3 separate regions of the Gossypium hirsutum genome follow, and regions 2 and 3 are each linked to region 1. The links are chromatin contacts, called in public Hi-C maps. All regions are on one chromosome and are shown on one strand. Each heading gives the region's core, a stretch centred on a gene start, on an enhancer-like site or on the middle of the called end of the contact. The rest is flanking DNA. Distances are from core to core; before and after follow the strand shown. Region 1 has its middle 12 kb from the start of LOC107899882. Region 2 holds the start of LOC107900713 (LRR receptor-like serine/threonine-protein kinase FEI 1). Region 3 holds the start of LOC107900711 (cyclin-dependent kinase C-2).

What was found. Hi-C and Micro-C count contacts between places; a contact is called where the count stands out from the background.
Region 2: a Hi-C map of hypocotyl shows a contact between it and region 1, with 2.8 times the contacts expected there. The contact joins the promoter of LOC107900713 here to the enhancer-like site in region 1. A contact is called at or near these places in 6 of 34 Hi-C or Micro-C datasets (hypocotyl, leaf, petal and 1 more).
Region 3: a contact with region 1 is called in a Hi-C map of leaf, with 2.2 times the contacts expected there. The contact joins the promoter of LOC107900711 here to the enhancer-like site in region 1. A contact is called at or near these places in 6 of 34 Hi-C or Micro-C datasets (callus, hypocotyl, leaf and 1 more).

The regions. Positions count from the first base shown.
Region 1 is chrD08:54,306,082-54,309,011 of Gossypium_hirsutum_v2.1, forward strand. No RefSeq gene overlaps it. Among protein-coding and RNA genes, the nearest start is that of LOC107899882, 12 kb to the right of the region's middle. Within about 2 kb of position 1,455, at least 2 of the 9 cell types and tissues checked have an H3K27ac peak or open chromatin away from gene starts, as enhancers often do. A contact at or near this core is called in hypocotyl and leaf, where this site is marked.
Region 2 is chrD08:54,181,609-54,184,538 of Gossypium_hirsutum_v2.1, forward strand. LOC107900713 (LRR receptor-like serine/threonine-protein kinase FEI 1) reads left to right here and starts at 1,433. Exons shown (of 14, transcript XM_016826412.2): 1 at 1,433-1,683; 2 at 2,665-2,894. The coding sequence starts at 2,798.
Region 3 is chrD08:54,237,896-54,240,825 of Gossypium_hirsutum_v2.1, forward strand. It overlaps LOC107900711 (cyclin-dependent kinase C-2), which reads right to left and starts at 1,482. Exons shown (of 12, transcript XM_016826411.2): 1 at 1,001-1,482; 2 at 759-840; 3 at 582-672; 4 at 419-448; 5 at 220-329; 6 at 37-109. The coding sequence starts at 1,110.

The sequences.
Region 1 (2,930 bases), core at 205-2,704:
CAAATATTGGTTTGGATCGAATTATAAAGTATTGGGTTAAAAGTCCAGGAAGCACTTGTAATTGGGTCTGATATGGAAAAAGGTCCAAAAGCCCCTTATGTTAATGAGGGGGACAACAAACCCTAATTTTATTAACTAGGATTGCCGCCCTTTATACTCCTGGTTAGACTAGGAGTTTGTTTTTCTAGTTGAATTATTTCTACAATTCAACAAGGGTTCTACTTCTTCTCCCTATAAATAGATGACATTGGTAGAGCTAAAAATACAACTAAAAGATATTGTTACTCTACCCGAAAATTGAGAGAGTTTTCTTATCAAAGTATTAAATCTATTTTCTGGAATAACAATTCTATCGGTTTCTATTTGATAAGAGAATTTTTGTTTTCACACTAAAAGTTAATAAAACTATTTTTGGTTTTGTGTTTGATTCAAACCATTCGAGGCCACACTTGAAGCTGTTTGTGGTACAAGAATAGTGAAGAAGGTTGTTTAGTTGAAAGCTTGAAATGATAAGGATCCATTTAGCTGAAAACATAGGTGCAAATTCAGTAATTGGTTTATTACTATAAATATCACAAATTGGCTCGGTTTTCAAAATTTTCCTCCATTTCTATTGTTAAAAATAGGCATGGCTGACGGAATAACTAGACAATTACAAATGGCATGCCATGTGTACCTCATGTTGATGTACAGGAACTAGTTTTTAACAGTAGAAATGGATGAAAATTAAATAGAAGGACTAATTTGCTATTTGTTCTAATGTATAGGGATTAATTTACTAATTTTTATTAGAGGGAGCAAATACAATCTAACTCTTAGTACAAGGGCCTCCATGACGCTTTTACCAATGAAATCCAAAGTTTTGTTAAAATTCAAGTATAGAAGCATATTTTGACCAACTTTTTAGCTTTTCATTCACTACAAGAAAAAGAAATCATGCCTATTATCTTCCTTGAGTTGATGATCATACATTTTCTCTTTTCTAATTATAATAACTAGTTTATTTGAACACTTTTTACTTATAATATCTTCATAATATTTATTGTTAGTTAATTTATTTCAAATAATATGCAATATTTTTATTTAATCTATGTAAATAAATATAATAATAACATATATAATCAATTACATATATTAAAAATTATGCTTTATAGTCATTTTTCGTTTTCATCCTTACTGTAATTGTTATATTTAAAATTAACATATATATTACACTATTAATTTTAATTTCAGTACCACATTATCGAATCTTATTATTCTAATCTCAACGAAACTGACGTGGAAATAGACCTTAAAGCAATAAAGCAACCCTTTGTGATCCTGCTGCTCAATACCTTCCTTCTGTCTATACTTGCTTGAAAACAAATTAGTTATAAAAGCCATCCCCAGATTCAGCCAATGGCTTCTGTTTCCCGGTAATAAGAGCAAGGTTCCTTGCCATTGCAATATAAATCAGCCATAGGCCCAATCTCCAACACCAGCTTCGGGCCACTTTTATCCAATGGAACGGGATAACCTCCAACTCCACCTTTACTGGATTTTTGTTTAGATTTAATAGTTAGCTAAAAATTGTATCATCAATCTTAAATCAACGCCCCTTTTGTTGCAAAACCCAACTACAAGTATGAAATGTATTCACCATGATTCTTCTAATAGAAGGAAAGAGTCGAGTACAAAATAAGGTCCCAATCCGTTACATCAATTATAAAATTAATCTCTTCAGTCAGAGCTCTAAGTTATAGGTTTTTTTTTTTTTTTTATAAAAATTTCTTTGATGCATTCTTATTTGTCACTTGTCATTAATGAATTAATATTTTTTTTTAAAACCATCATTAGATTCTTGAGTTCTAAGAAAATCATTACTAGAACCGACTTCAATAGATGAAATGTGAGTCACGACTCAGATATTGAGTTTGTTAAATTAGAAGACCATAATTATGTCATGATTATTTTCCTTTTTGAAATGAAGGCTACAAATGATAATTCCATTCAGCAAGTCAAATAGTATTCGCAAGCATAAGATGATGAAGCTCATGGAAGTAACCCACTCCAAATTAGACCTCATTTTTAGAATTTGAGCCCAAACAACTGAGCATATCGATGATCTTATTTAATTGACCTACACGTAAACGAATAATCTGAAACATCAAAATCCGCCTCTAAAATAATTTGGTTAAACAAAGATAAATCCAATATTACATGAGAAAATTTAACAATAAAAAAAATTATCCAATTCAAAAACAACTTTCGTCGTGAGTCAAAACGAGACTCAGGCCCGTTCTTTAATGCTTCTTACATAGATTTTTGGAATAAAAATTGTTTCTCCCTTAAAAGCATTAAAAAACAAACGTTATTTTAGAAAAAATTTCAATTTAAAAAAAAGTAATGGAGAAGTTGAAAATTTTAACTTTTTCTTTATCCAAAAGTGCTTTTGGCTTCTATTTACATTTTTAATCTTTATCTTCTCCCAAAATTTTTAGTATTTATATTTGGTATATAAATATTATCCTTTTTTAAAACTTTAATCTAAATATATGTAATATTTTAATTTGTTAGGTTTATGTTTTCTATGTTATGTTAATATCTAATATGAGTTATATATTCAAATACATTTTAAAATAAAATAATACAAATGTGTTAAAAGCATTAATTAAAAATATAAAATAATTTTTAAAATAATACAATTGTGTAAATATCTAATTACAAAATTATTATATTTAAATATAGTTTATATATTCTAATTAAATTTAATAAATAATAATATTAATTACTTAGAAATATTTAACATTAATATTATATATTAAAATATTAACAATAAGTTATAATAAATATTTTTTTATATTTTTGCTAAAATATCATAATATTAACTAATTTGAACATTATTTAAATATATATTTGTTACTTTATACTATCATGTCTAAAATTGACAT
Region 2 (2,930 bases), core at 183-2,682, 120 kb before region 1:
GCAGGAAAGCTCTCCCAACTGGGTGAGCTTTCTCTAGCAAATTTCCTATTTTCCGATGTGAAAAGCCTGACGCTTCAAATAATTCAGACGCTTTAAACACATTTAGATTATGTGCATCACTCTTGCAGCGCGTTTTCAAGATTTTTATTTACAAACAGACCCTTCCCTGTGACTATAAAAGAGCTCACACACACCAAGCTTCATCATCCCCTAGTCATATAATTTCTCTCCAATCCTCTCCATTCCTCCACTATAAACCATTTCCTAGTCTTAAAAAATTTCAGTCGCTAAAAATATTTGGTTTACATTTGAAGTATTCTTGAGTCGTCGGTGATGCGATATCGTTCTGAGCCGCACACATTTCATATATCATGCCAAGATGGGATAATTGCTTTCGAAGCTTATCCTAGGAAAGTTAGTTATGGGGTGATTTGATTTCTACGATCAATGGTGAAGTCGACGTGGGGGTTTCAGTCGATGGTCGTTATGCGGTCATGGCTTAGAGTGTAACGAGAGAGCTTGTTGATGGTTATTACGTGGCCACGAGCTCAAACTTTTGGGGTACCCAAAAATGTTGCCCTAAAAATGCCACACAAAAGTTTGAGGGCATAATCATATGAAAAAAATCTGGGGTTTCCGCTATAATCGGCGTAACTTTTTCTCCGTTTCCAAGTAGTCGGTACCTTTAACCTTTCTTCTTATTCGAAGGTCAATGCTGTGATGGATGCAAGATGACTCTTAGGTGGGGAGCGGCTATGGCGGTACAGTAAATGTGATATATTCTAGTGATATATAATTTTAAATTTAAATATTTAGTTTATTAAAATGAATTAATCAATTATTCACCAAAAAAATTAATTAATCGATTCAATATTTTATTCATTAAAAAATTTACTTCGAAGGAGTGTAATAAGTTAAGAGTGTGAAGAGAAAAAAAAATTAGTTACTAAAATCATCTCGGCATATTTATTTTAAACATTAATTTCATTATAAATTCTTATAATATATATTCTTCCCCAATCCTTAAAGAGGGAGGATAATCTATTTGAGCGTGCTTGAATCAATATCCTTCTATATTGAATATCAATATCAATCTAGTTAAATTTCCATCCACTTCCTGCATATTTTTTTTATTTTTTTTAAAAGGGTTGAAAACGCGTATAGTTTTATATAAAATCACAAATAATTAAAATATTTACATTATTTGATAAAAAATAGATTTTTTTAATTTTAATTTAAAACAATTAACACAAAATTGAAATATCTTAATAAGATCCGGGCGTGGACAAAGTTTACTGTAACTCGCTTAGAGTCTAGAGTTAGGAGTATTAGACTTTAGACTTTACTCTTTTCTAGAAAGCAAGAAGCGTCGGTTGGCACGTACGGAAGGTCGCAGTCGCACGTGAGAAAGCAGCACCATCTCAACTCGGCCCCCCTTTAATTCCAAACATCTAATCTATGGCTCTCTTCCTCACTCTCTTCAACGACTAAAGGCTCTCTCTTCACAATCACATCTTCATTTTCAGAATTTAACCAAAATAATATTAGAAAAAAAAAATTTAAAAGAAATCCAAGAAGAAAAGATAAGTAGCATCGAATCTTTTTTTATTCGTTATTTTTATTTTATTTTTTTGCTTGTTTTCTCTTCGCAGCTCACTGCCGGCAGATCGGCTCAATCTCAAGGTTTCTTCAATTTCTCTTTATTTTTAATTTTTTGTTTTTTCATTCCATTTTCTTCTCCAAAGTTTGGTTCTGTTTGTGTTTTAAGTTCCAGATTGGTTAGCATTTGTTTTCCTGCTCGATTCTTTACTTCGTTTTTAGGTCAATTTCTTTTTTTAGCATGCTCGGAATATAAATAGCTCATGCTGAGAGGCGAATTCTAAGAATGCTATTTTCGTTTTAAGCTCTTGATTCCGTCCGATTTATGTCGCAAAGTTTGTGTCACTTTATCAATGTGATTGTTTTATTCTTCCAGCTCAACTTTCAGAGGTAGTAGTTTATTTTCAAGTTAAGAGTTTAGGGTTGGAGAAGTTGATCTTAGAGTAATCTTGTGTTATTATATTTGCGTTTAGTACGTGCAACTTTAAATTTGACAGAAATGCTTCAAAATGATTGAAGATTTGGGAAATGACTTGCTTGTAGTAGAAGCTGCTAATCTCATTTAGATAAAGAATGCTAATGCAGCAAAAACCTTTAATGATGTAAATGTTGTTTCTTATAAGCGTTCATGTTCCTTAAAATTGGCTTTAAAGTCCAATTCTGGCTGAGAAGGCTTTATTGTACTGATTAGTTCATTCTTTGAAATTCATGTCGCACAATGTATGGTACAAGAGTAAGAAGTGCTCATAGTCCATCATAGATATCGAAACTGCAATGGTTATCAAGTTGGATTTTTTTTCATGATTAGGATTATTTGATATGTATTCATGTGTAAGACTTCAATGCTCTATTTGTCATTTGGTTCTAGAGAGAGAGAGAGAGAGAGAGAGAGAGAGAGAGGGAGGGAGGTGGTTCTTTCTTGGTTTTCAATTATGCATTTTTTCTGCACAAATTGGAAGGAACTTTGTAACAATTTCAGTTGGATTTCTGCATTCTGCACAATATTTCTGTTTCAACTATCTAATTGTTTCTAATTCTTATTTTTGCTTCTCTATGTCCTGCCAGACTTTGTTTGTATTCTTGTAGCTGCCAAGTGGCGTTGTAGTCCCGATAACCATATGATACAACAAGGGTGCATTCCTGAGTTTGGCGTATCAGATGATTTGTAGTATCTATATTATGCTTTGTCAGTGCCATTATGGGCATTCGTCTGATGAAATATCAATGGCCATGGCTGCTTCTCATTCTAATCTCTTTTATCCTAGCAAACAGAATCAGAGCTATCAGTCCTGATGGTATGTCATTTATATGTAGTATGAGATCATTCAAGC
Region 3 (2,930 bases), core at 232-2,731, 68 kb before region 1:
ATTAAACAAGGGGATATCAGGTATTCAGGTAAGAACCTTTGATGTCACGGTGAAGTACTTGATTTACATGACAATAGTGAAGCCCAGTAAGAAGTTGCCTCATGTAACACTGGAAGAAAGGGTAGCATGGTTAGAAGAACAAAATTATGATGATTGAATGCAGAGTGCTCTCCCTCTCTCTCTCTCTCTTCTATCTTTTTTGCCTATAAAACGGGTTACCTTAATTTGGGGAACTGAAAATCTCATCCCAGGTCGATCAGCAAGGCCAGTCAAATCATGGTCCATGTATTCGAAAACCATATAAATTCCACCTTTATACTTGTTACCATCTATAATGCAAAAAAGGGAAAGAGTTAAACCATAGCAAATATTAAGTGTGAGACGATAACACTTTAATCAGGAATGGAACAACACTTGCCTGGTCTCCCCTGCTCATCCTTCTCCGGACCTACAATTAAAAATAATATAAAACCAGAAAATATGAAGGAAAGGTTAAAGGAGTAATTTTAAGTAGGAGTCAAATCAATAAATGCATTAAAAGCAAAAGGGGCAATCGCAAAATGACGAGCACGTATAATTACCCGGAGAAGTAACAATCTCTTTGAGCTTAATTACATTCTCATGGTGGAGCTTCTTCAGAATTTTAATTTCACGAATAGCTGTTATGGGAAACTGTACAAGTTTGTTGAGAAAGAGCAATTTTTAGCTATAATTTCTTTGATTTATATGAAACATAAATGTATAAGGCGAGAACATACTCCTTCTCTCTCGTTGTCCATGCGTATTTTCTTCAAAGCAACAATTTCACCGGTCTTTATTTCCCTGGCCATGTAAACTTGGCTGCAAAAACATATAGTACTAGCAATTGAATTAAACTGGCAGTGAATGGTTATTAAGCAAAGAGAAATTAGAACGCCCTATTTAAGAAAAATAGAGAAACAAACATAAACCCTAAATTGAAAATAAGTAAATAAGAGGAAGGAAAAGCAGAAGAACGGACCCGTAGGTACCCTCTCCAATCTGCTCGAGCTTTTCGAAACAATCGACGCTTCTTGATCCCCAGCAGGGCGACTCGTTCAGATTAAGCTGCCCTGCCCCTGCTATCGCCATCTGATTCTTTGATTGAGAATCAATTTAGCAGCTACTTAAATAAACTCACAATTCCCTGGAGCTGAGCCGAAAGGCCGAATACTGACTACACCAACGGCGGCGGATTTGAACAACTCACACTAGCAGAGGTTCTCAAGATACCTAATTGCATGCAAATTCCCCAATTCCAAATTCCAAAGGCATTGCTCCGTTCGCCCTATTTCCCAAACTTCAAATACTATTACGGTTTTCCTTTTCCTTATCTTGTAATATTTGCTTTGCTTATTTAAACCCAACCCAATATCACTAGGCCCAAAACTAAAGTCTAAACTTCTCTTCGAAAATACCACGTATTTTCTTAGCAAATAAAAGAAGACTCACGAACAAGTGGCGGAGCCAGGTGGGTTTGCAGGTATGTCCCTCTAAAATGAAAATTTTATCATTTAAATTTTTTATAATTTATAAAATTTTAAATTAGTAATGGTAAAATTATAATTTGGTCTTTCTAAAAATAATAAAAATTTAATTTAATCCTTTAAAAATTATAAATATATAGACTATTAAAATAGTGAAATTGCATGTTTACTATCATAAAAATATACAATTTAGTTCCACCCCAAATAATTTTTTAGTTCCGCCACTGTCACGAACACAATACTTACAAAAAAGGTGAAAATGGTAAATTATTTGAATGCCCATATGATATTGAAAAATTTTTTAAAGACTATTTTAAAAGCATTTATAACCCAAAAAAATAAGTATTTATAATCAACCAAATCAAAAAAATTCACAAGCAATTCATAATTTCTTAATTAGTTTGATTTGAGGCCTTTAAAGCACTTGAATCGAATAGCTATCCTGCATTCTTTCATTATACTTACAGAAAAAGGTGAAAATGGTAAATTATTTGAATGCCAATATGATATTGAATATTTATAACCCCCCAAAAATAGTTCACAAGCAATTGATAATTTCTTAATTGGTTTGGAGGTTCCTCGGATACTAGAGAATCTAAAATATTTATTAAATTCTCCATTCACAGAAAAGGAAGTTATAAAAATAATGTTTGATTTGAGACCTCTTAAAGCACTTGAACCGAATAGCTATCCTGTATTCTTTCATTATAATTGGGATGTGGTAGGATTGTTGGTAACAGATCCATGACTCAACTTGTAACACCCCTAACCCCAAACCGTCGTCGGAACAGGGTTACGAGGCATTACCGGACATATCAAACAATTTACAAATAATTCTAAATAAACAACCAACATATTAAAATACTTCATAAATTGTTATAAATTTGTACTAATTGATTTCATTCATTTTTTTTTTAAATTTCGGCAGCATTTCGACTTATTTTTACATTAAACCCCCTGCAAAATTTCAAACATAACTAACCCAATTTCAGTATTTCAACCAAGGCATTTATATACTTAATCCTACTTGACATATAGACATAACAACTTAAGTAAATAAAATCCTATTATCATTTCTAATTAACACATAAAACTAACTAAGCCATTTCAACTTGATACCAAAGCTAAAAAAAAAACTTATACCATTTTTCTAATATAATCATCAAAACACATAATATCTTACTTTACAACAAAACTATATAACATGCCAAAATAACTATTATAAATCCTATGTACATGCCACTTTCTCTTAAAGGAAGAAAACATCACCAAAATCTTTATGTCGGAGTCGGGATTGTCCTGGATGCTGAACCGAGACACTAACCCCTTTTTAACCTGCGCACGGAAACAACCGTACGCTGAGTATTTTATACTCAGTGGTATTACTATAAATTAAACTATTTAATAATAATAAAATTTCAAATA